Linked DNA regions of Mus musculus: region 1 is linked to region 2. Evidence: chromatin contacts called from public promoter capture Hi-C data. All regions are on one chromosome and are shown on one strand. Each heading gives the region's core, a stretch centred on a gene start, on an enhancer-like site or on the middle of the called end of the contact. The rest is flanking DNA. Distances are from core to core; before and after follow the strand shown.

Region 1 (3,004 bases), core at 65-2,564, 1.7 Mb before region 2:
AATTGGCTATTGAATTAAAGTAGCATTTCAGAAATATTTGTTTGAATCTGCATACAGCAAAAGCAGTGAATCTTGTCTTTTTTTTTTTTGTTTGTTTTTATAGTTGGTTTCCATACTTTGCAGCAAAGGACCAGTATCAAGTTTTGGTGAAAAAACATTCTCTTTCCTACCTATCCTCCCAGGATCACTGAACCAGGTGTTATGGGTCGCTGGGCTTAAGGAGTATCACAATTATATTTTCATTTCTTACTTTTTCATCTGAAAAGTTACTTAAGCGTCTTCCTCCTTTTTCCTCCCTCCTCATTGTCTGGAACCTCCCTATTCTTTGTTTTCTCTAGATTACTCCCTTTCTTCTACAATCACCTCCCTTTTAGGTTTTCTTTAGAAACATTTTGATGTTCGATTATCGTATATTCCACAAGGAATAGTGTGTATTTTGCTTCCACTTTCTCCCCTCACAAGTGGTTTTTCTGGGCAGAGGAGCTCTTCACGGCTGGAGGATTTGTGTGTTTTCAGAAAGTGGCACCATTCCCACGGTAATTACCACCATGAAATTCGCAGAGGCTTGAAAACTTCAGTTCAAGTGAGCAAAGCAAAACCACTCAGTTATGGGTTGGGTCATGTTTGAGAGGGACAAGACGGAATTACTGAATGGACCATTTCAAAATGCGACTTTATTAAACAATTTATCATCAAAGCCCCAAAGAACGAAAACTCTGTTGGAGAATTGAAATTTTAATTTGTGTGTGCATGTGGTGCGCGGGGCGAATTTGCAGAAGTTGGTTATTGCCTTCAGGTGATCAGACTTGAAAGTACCAGTTGAGCAGTCTCACAAGCCAGGCAGGCCCTGAAAGACAAAATGTAAAGCTCACCTTCAAACAGAGTTTAGGAAAGGCAGGAACAAGTACAAACTGAGTGGTTCCACGACAACTTTCTCTGCCACCTCAAGCCAGAAACTGGGCATAGGTGCGCGAATGCTGCAAAAGCAGCTTCCAGAACTTTCCAAGCTCAGTAGCTTCCTAAGGGGTGCCATTCGGTGAGGACAACGCTCACCTTTACACCTTTCGCGTCCTGCCACGCCCCCGCGTCGCCTCCTTTTCCCCCGGGGGCTGGGGAGGGCGTTTGTTTACGTGACGTTGCGGAGTAGGCAGGACCCGCCCCCGTCCCCGCGGGCCGCCGCGTTTCCCGCGCCTCGCCGCTTCTCCCCTTAAAAGGACAATAGAGGCCGCGGGAACGCGCGCGGACGCCCTGCCCTCTCCCCGCCCAGCCCGCGGCGCGCACGCGCCCGTATGCAAATCAGCTCGATTCAAGAGAATTTGGTCCCGGGAGCCGCGCCTGCGCAGAGGGAAAGCGGAATCTATACCTCCGTTCGCGGTAGCAACTGAAGAACTGCTGGAGACAATCTTTCTGGACTCGGCGCTGGCGGAGGGAGTGCTTGCAGGAGGTTGGCCTGGTGCAGTTTGCACCGTGGGGACGCTGCTGCGCGTGGAAGGTGAGTGATTCTAGTCCGGACATCGGTGCAAAACTGTCTCCGAGGTTTTGTTTTCTGTGATTTTTTTTTTTTCTTTCCTCCCTTTACCTCCCCCGCCTCCTCCGTCCTTCCCATACACAAACACACAGGAAGTTTTGTCTTGGAGATGGCATTGCGGGGAGCGCTGCCCTCGTGCTCTCCGGACTCCAGATTCTTTTGTACAGAGGCGTTGGAGATGCGCTTCTTAATTGAGGAGGATATTTGAGGTAAACCGAAAGTCAGGGTGTGGGGAAAGTGAGTGCAGCGTGGAAACGAACGAGCTGCGGCGGACTTGCATCCACGCTGAAAGTGACAATGACTTTTCTAGGTCGTAGTGTTTCCTGCAGACCCGGAGAGCAGGGTCGGGGTCGCAGATCCCGTGTGGGCTCTGCTCTGGCCAGGGGCTTGGGCTCCGCGTGCACCCGCGTGTTGCGCTACCCCGGCGCTCGCGACGGTGTTTGCACGCGGGTGAACAACAAAGCCGGAGCTCGGAAACTAACTTGCCAGTTCCTGGAGCCGGCGGCCACACAGGCTGAAGGCAGCTGGTGAGGGCCAGCGCCGGGATGGCGCGACGCACGCGGCGTGGCGTTGTTGGAGAAGTCCGCAGGGACGCGGCTGCGACAATGAGCGCGCAGCACGCGGTCTTTGCACTCGGCCGGTGCCGAGTGGTCTCTGCAGCCCAAAGTTCGCTGTCCGTCTGGTCACCTGTAGCGTGGGTGCGGGCGACACGGGAGGGGTGGCCGTGGCCCGCGGCACCAAACAGTGCGGATGAAGGCGGCGGCGCGGTCCGCTGCTTGAGGCACCCAACTCTTTTTTTTTTTTTTTTTTTCCCTTTTTGTTGTGTGTGCTTCACCTGACAAGCCACGTGCTTAGGGCCGCGACCGTGCTACATCTCAGTGTCCAGCTCGGAGTGAGCCGCGGGCTGCGGTCGCCGTCGGGGCTGTCGGGAGCAGGACAATGTGATTTCCTGGTGATGGCGTCTTGCCAGTTTCCAAAGCACAGCGAAAGTCGCCAACTCGCAGCATATGCACGGCGGCGGGGACCTCTGGGCGTTTCTCATCCGGGACTCCGCAAAAGTTTGGCCCCAGGGACCAGTGGCTCAGGATACCCGAGCTCGCGTGGGTCCCCGGGCGCGGGTCCGGGTCGCCCCGACGTCGCCGATGCCGCCGGACAACAAAGGGCCGCGTGTGCCCGAGCGGCGCGGGCCGGGCGGGGCGCGGGGCGGCTTTTGTCCCTTAGGTCCTCTCGGAAACTTCAGCGGCGGCTCAGCGAGGCTGTGTCCGTGGGGGCGCCTCGGCCTGCGGGTCACCCATGCGGAGCGACGGAGCGCTGCTCGGCGGGACGCACGCGTGGCCGGGGCTCCGAGGCACGGGAGGCCGCGTCTGGGAGGTCCGTGCATCCGCCTTTGAAGTGGAACTGTTGCCATGTTTGAATTACGTCAGGCCGAGCGTGCGGAGCGGCCCGGGAGCAGAGGCGCGGCCTTCGGGCGGCGCC
Region 2 (3,188 bases), core at 68-2,567:
CTCATGGGGCTCCCCACTCCAGATCAATTAGGGCTCCAGCATCTTTGGGGAAGGGTTATCACAGAGTGTCACAGGTTCAAACTTTCTCTTTTCGTGCCATGTAAACATGTCTAACAGTTACAAATTCTTAACCACTTAAAGGACGTTATGGAAATTCCCGGGTTTCTTTTTAAGGTGGGAAGAAGCCAACTTTTTTTTTTTTTTTACAAGTATGAAGTTTAAAGGAATCAAGGGAAAGAGACAAGGGCTTCTGATGAGAGGGAACCCCGCCCAAGACAGCTGAAAGCTTTAACTGCTGGCGAGCAGCAAGGCTTAGGGGAGGGGAGGGGTGAGAAGTCCTAGGAGTACCCACCCCAGAAGTCTGTAGAGCATCACAGCCCAGGTCTGACAAAGGTCTTTGAGTGACACTAGCCTCCTAGAGAGTCAGATGAAATTTTCCAGCAGTATTGTCTAGAAGGCAAACTTCTTTGAGTGGTTCCCATGTTCATTTCAGCGTGATCTAGGACCTGGGGGGAAACTAGTATTCACACACACACACACACACACACACACACACACACACACACACACACCTCTAGACCCACAATCAGTAACTCACAACTTTCTCCCCCACCCCCCACCCCCACTCCCTGCCCAGCAGCACTGAGAAGCTGAAGCAAATGGGCACTCAGTGAATCTTTATCAGGACATAGAGTAGGTTATCAGAAGAAGGTGAGAAAGAAGGACTCTGCGCATTCCAGGTCGTCTGTGATCACAAAGTGGGTCTTCTTCCTTGCTCACACACCCGTTCTAGGACCTGCTCCAGACGTGATGTCCCCAACCCTTCCCAAACAGTAAGACCCAAAATCGCCTTTGCTCTTCTGGGTGCTAGGTTTAGTCCCCTCCCCAGGAGAAGGCCACACCAGGCAGGAATGCAGTGCAATGCGAGCTTGCAAGCGAGCTTGGGACTCTTGGGATTCTCAGGCCACCCGGGGTTCCTCCTTGCTGTTTGTAGGGACCTGGACTCCTGGACCTGCCACTCAGGCGACAGCAGGCCGGTTCAGGAGGAGGAGAGCGTCAGATCGGCCCACGCGGGCCAGGACTGGGGTGGGGCTCCGTGGCTCCGGGCTCCCCTGTGCTCCCCGCCCCCGCCGGCCCGCTCACCCCTGCCTGCTCCGCCGGCGCGCGTTCCTCGGGCGCCACCTCTTTGCGACTCGCTCACTTCTCAGCAGGTTGGCCCCGGAGCGTGTGAACCTTCCAGGGCTGGGCTCACAGCTACTCTCCAACCTGCGCCGCCCCAGCTGGGCCGCTCCGCCCCGCTGCCGGAACCCGCCCTCGCGGCCACCTGGCCCTCGCATCCACGACACGCGCGCCTGCAACTTGTTCAAGGGCGTTGTGGAATCAACTTTCCGGAAGCAACCAGCCCACCGAAGGAGGTAGACCGACAGCTATGTATATATACGCGCTCTGCCGCAAGTGGCTGTGCACCCAGAGGCCCGGTGCGCAGGACAGCTGACTCCTGAGGAACACCCGCGTTTGAAGAGGGGTTTGACCTGCCCCACGACCCAGAGTGCTGCCGCCAAGACTAATTAGACATTGCTATGGGAGCCACAGCAACGCGCCACGCATCCCCGACGCCTATGTAAAACGCCCGGTTTTCGCTCTTCTTTCAGAGGAAGCTCTCTGATTGCTTTTTCCCCTCTCGGGTCCCTTTTTGCCTGTGCGGTTTGAGAGAGGCGCAGTTAGAGGCGCTGATTCCTACACAAGTAAGTGCTCAGGGGCTCGGAGACACTTTTTTGCTTTCTTTTTCTTGTTTTCTTTTTTCCTCCTAACTTGTGAGATGCCCTCGACTTTGGAGTGGCTGTTGGGAAGCCACGGGGTTCCAAAAGAGGGAGCGGGGCAGTGCGAGGAAGAGATGGAGAGCCGGGACTGACCCTCGGGTTCCACTCTTGCAGGTCCCCAGAGCCAGCGAGCGGCACGATGCTGCGGAGGCTGGTTCAGCAGTGGAGTGTCCTGGTATTCCTGCTCAGCTACTCCGTGCCCTCCCGCGGGCGTTCGGTGGAGGGGCTTGGCCGCAGGCTGTAAGTACCGGTCTTCCTCCTGGGGTGAGGGGTGGGGAAGACCAGCGCCAGCTGAGGCGGGCGATGCTGAGGAAGCCTAGGGGTCCCTGATGGTCCCAACCTGAGTTGGACACAGTCACGGGGTACCTGCTAGCAAGGGGCTGAGCCCAGGAAAGCCATCTAGAGAGCTGGTGAGACCCCAAAATGGACAGGCACGAAACAAGTTTGATGTGCCTTTCCATAAGAGGGAGTCTTTTTCAGAACCTGGGCCGGCAAGATATCTGTCTGCAGGGAACCACCAAAGTTACTTTATCCACCGAGAGGTTCTGAAACTCAGCAGGAAACTGGGGGATTCAGGAACTGTCTGTGTGCCTCTGTGTGTGTCTGTGTGTGTCTGTGTGTGTCTGTGTGTGTGTCTGTGTGTGTGTCTGTGTGTCTGTGTCTGTGTGTGTGTGTGCGCGCACACAAGCGAGTGGATATGTCTAAATGTGGGTGGCAGTCTGTGTGTGAAAAGCAAAAACGTTGTGTCTAGTTTTATTATGAATGACATAATTTTAAGCATATAAAACAGGACTGTGTTACATAACAAAGCATATTATATAATTTAGTAGTAACAACTTTTTAATGGCAAACGTCCAACTTTAGTATCGATACCATTCAGGAAGGCGGGTGTGCTTGTCTCCAAAATGGACTTTAGGCGTGGAAACTTTCTTTTTCCTGGAATTATTGCTAACGGTTCTTTAATCCGGAGTCGAAATATTTGCATTGTGGTCTGAAAGCTTGTAGTTCGGCATTCTCAGCTGGTGGTTGAGTTTTTGATTTCTTAAAGAGTGATTTTGACTTTGAGATAAGAATACATCTAAGAACACCAGCAAAATATCGCCGCAGTGTTTGGGAAGTAGTAGGCATGCTTGAATCTGTCTGTCTCATCGATGTCGATGTAATACCGTCTAGGGCTGCTCTCTTAGCACAGACTCTGTTCAAGATGGGAAAACCATAAAGTTTAAGAAATGAGTCGTTTGGCTCTGGAGAAGGCATTAGGAGGACTTGCTCACCTCACAAGAGAAGCAGCAATATCTACCTAATATTTACAGTCAGGTTCCTGGTGCTTCTTGTAAACTCCCGAGGGTATACAAAAAGGCGACTGTT

The links. Promoter capture Hi-C pulls out the DNA fragments that hold promoters and counts their contacts.
Region 1: a contact with region 2 is called in a promoter capture Hi-C map of hippocampal neurons, with 6 times the contacts expected there. The contact joins the promoter of Sinhcaf here to the promoter of Pthlh in region 2. A contact is called at or near these places in 3 of 39 promoter capture datasets (hippocampal neurons and liver) and 1 of 115 datasets of contacts at active chromatin or transcription factors (pancreatic cancer cells).

The regions. Positions count from the first base shown.
Region 1 is chr6:148,944,780-148,947,783 of GRCm38.p6, reverse strand. It overlaps Sinhcaf (SIN3-HDAC complex associated factor), which reads left to right and starts at 1,314. Exons shown (of 6, transcript NM_019643.4): 1 at 1,314-1,492. It overlaps 3010003L21Rik (RIKEN cDNA 3010003L21 gene), which reads right to left and starts at 2,927. Exons shown (of 2, transcript NR_144294.1): 1 at 1,364-2,927; 2 at 655-847. RefSeq lists a cis regulatory region at 1,130-1,136 and an enhancer at 1,117-1,151.
Region 2 is chr6:147,262,142-147,265,329 of GRCm38.p6, reverse strand. It overlaps Pthlh (parathyroid hormone-like peptide), which reads left to right and starts at 1,317. Exons shown (of 4, transcript NM_008970.4): 1 at 1,317-1,745; 2 at 1,935-2,060. The coding sequence starts at 1,960.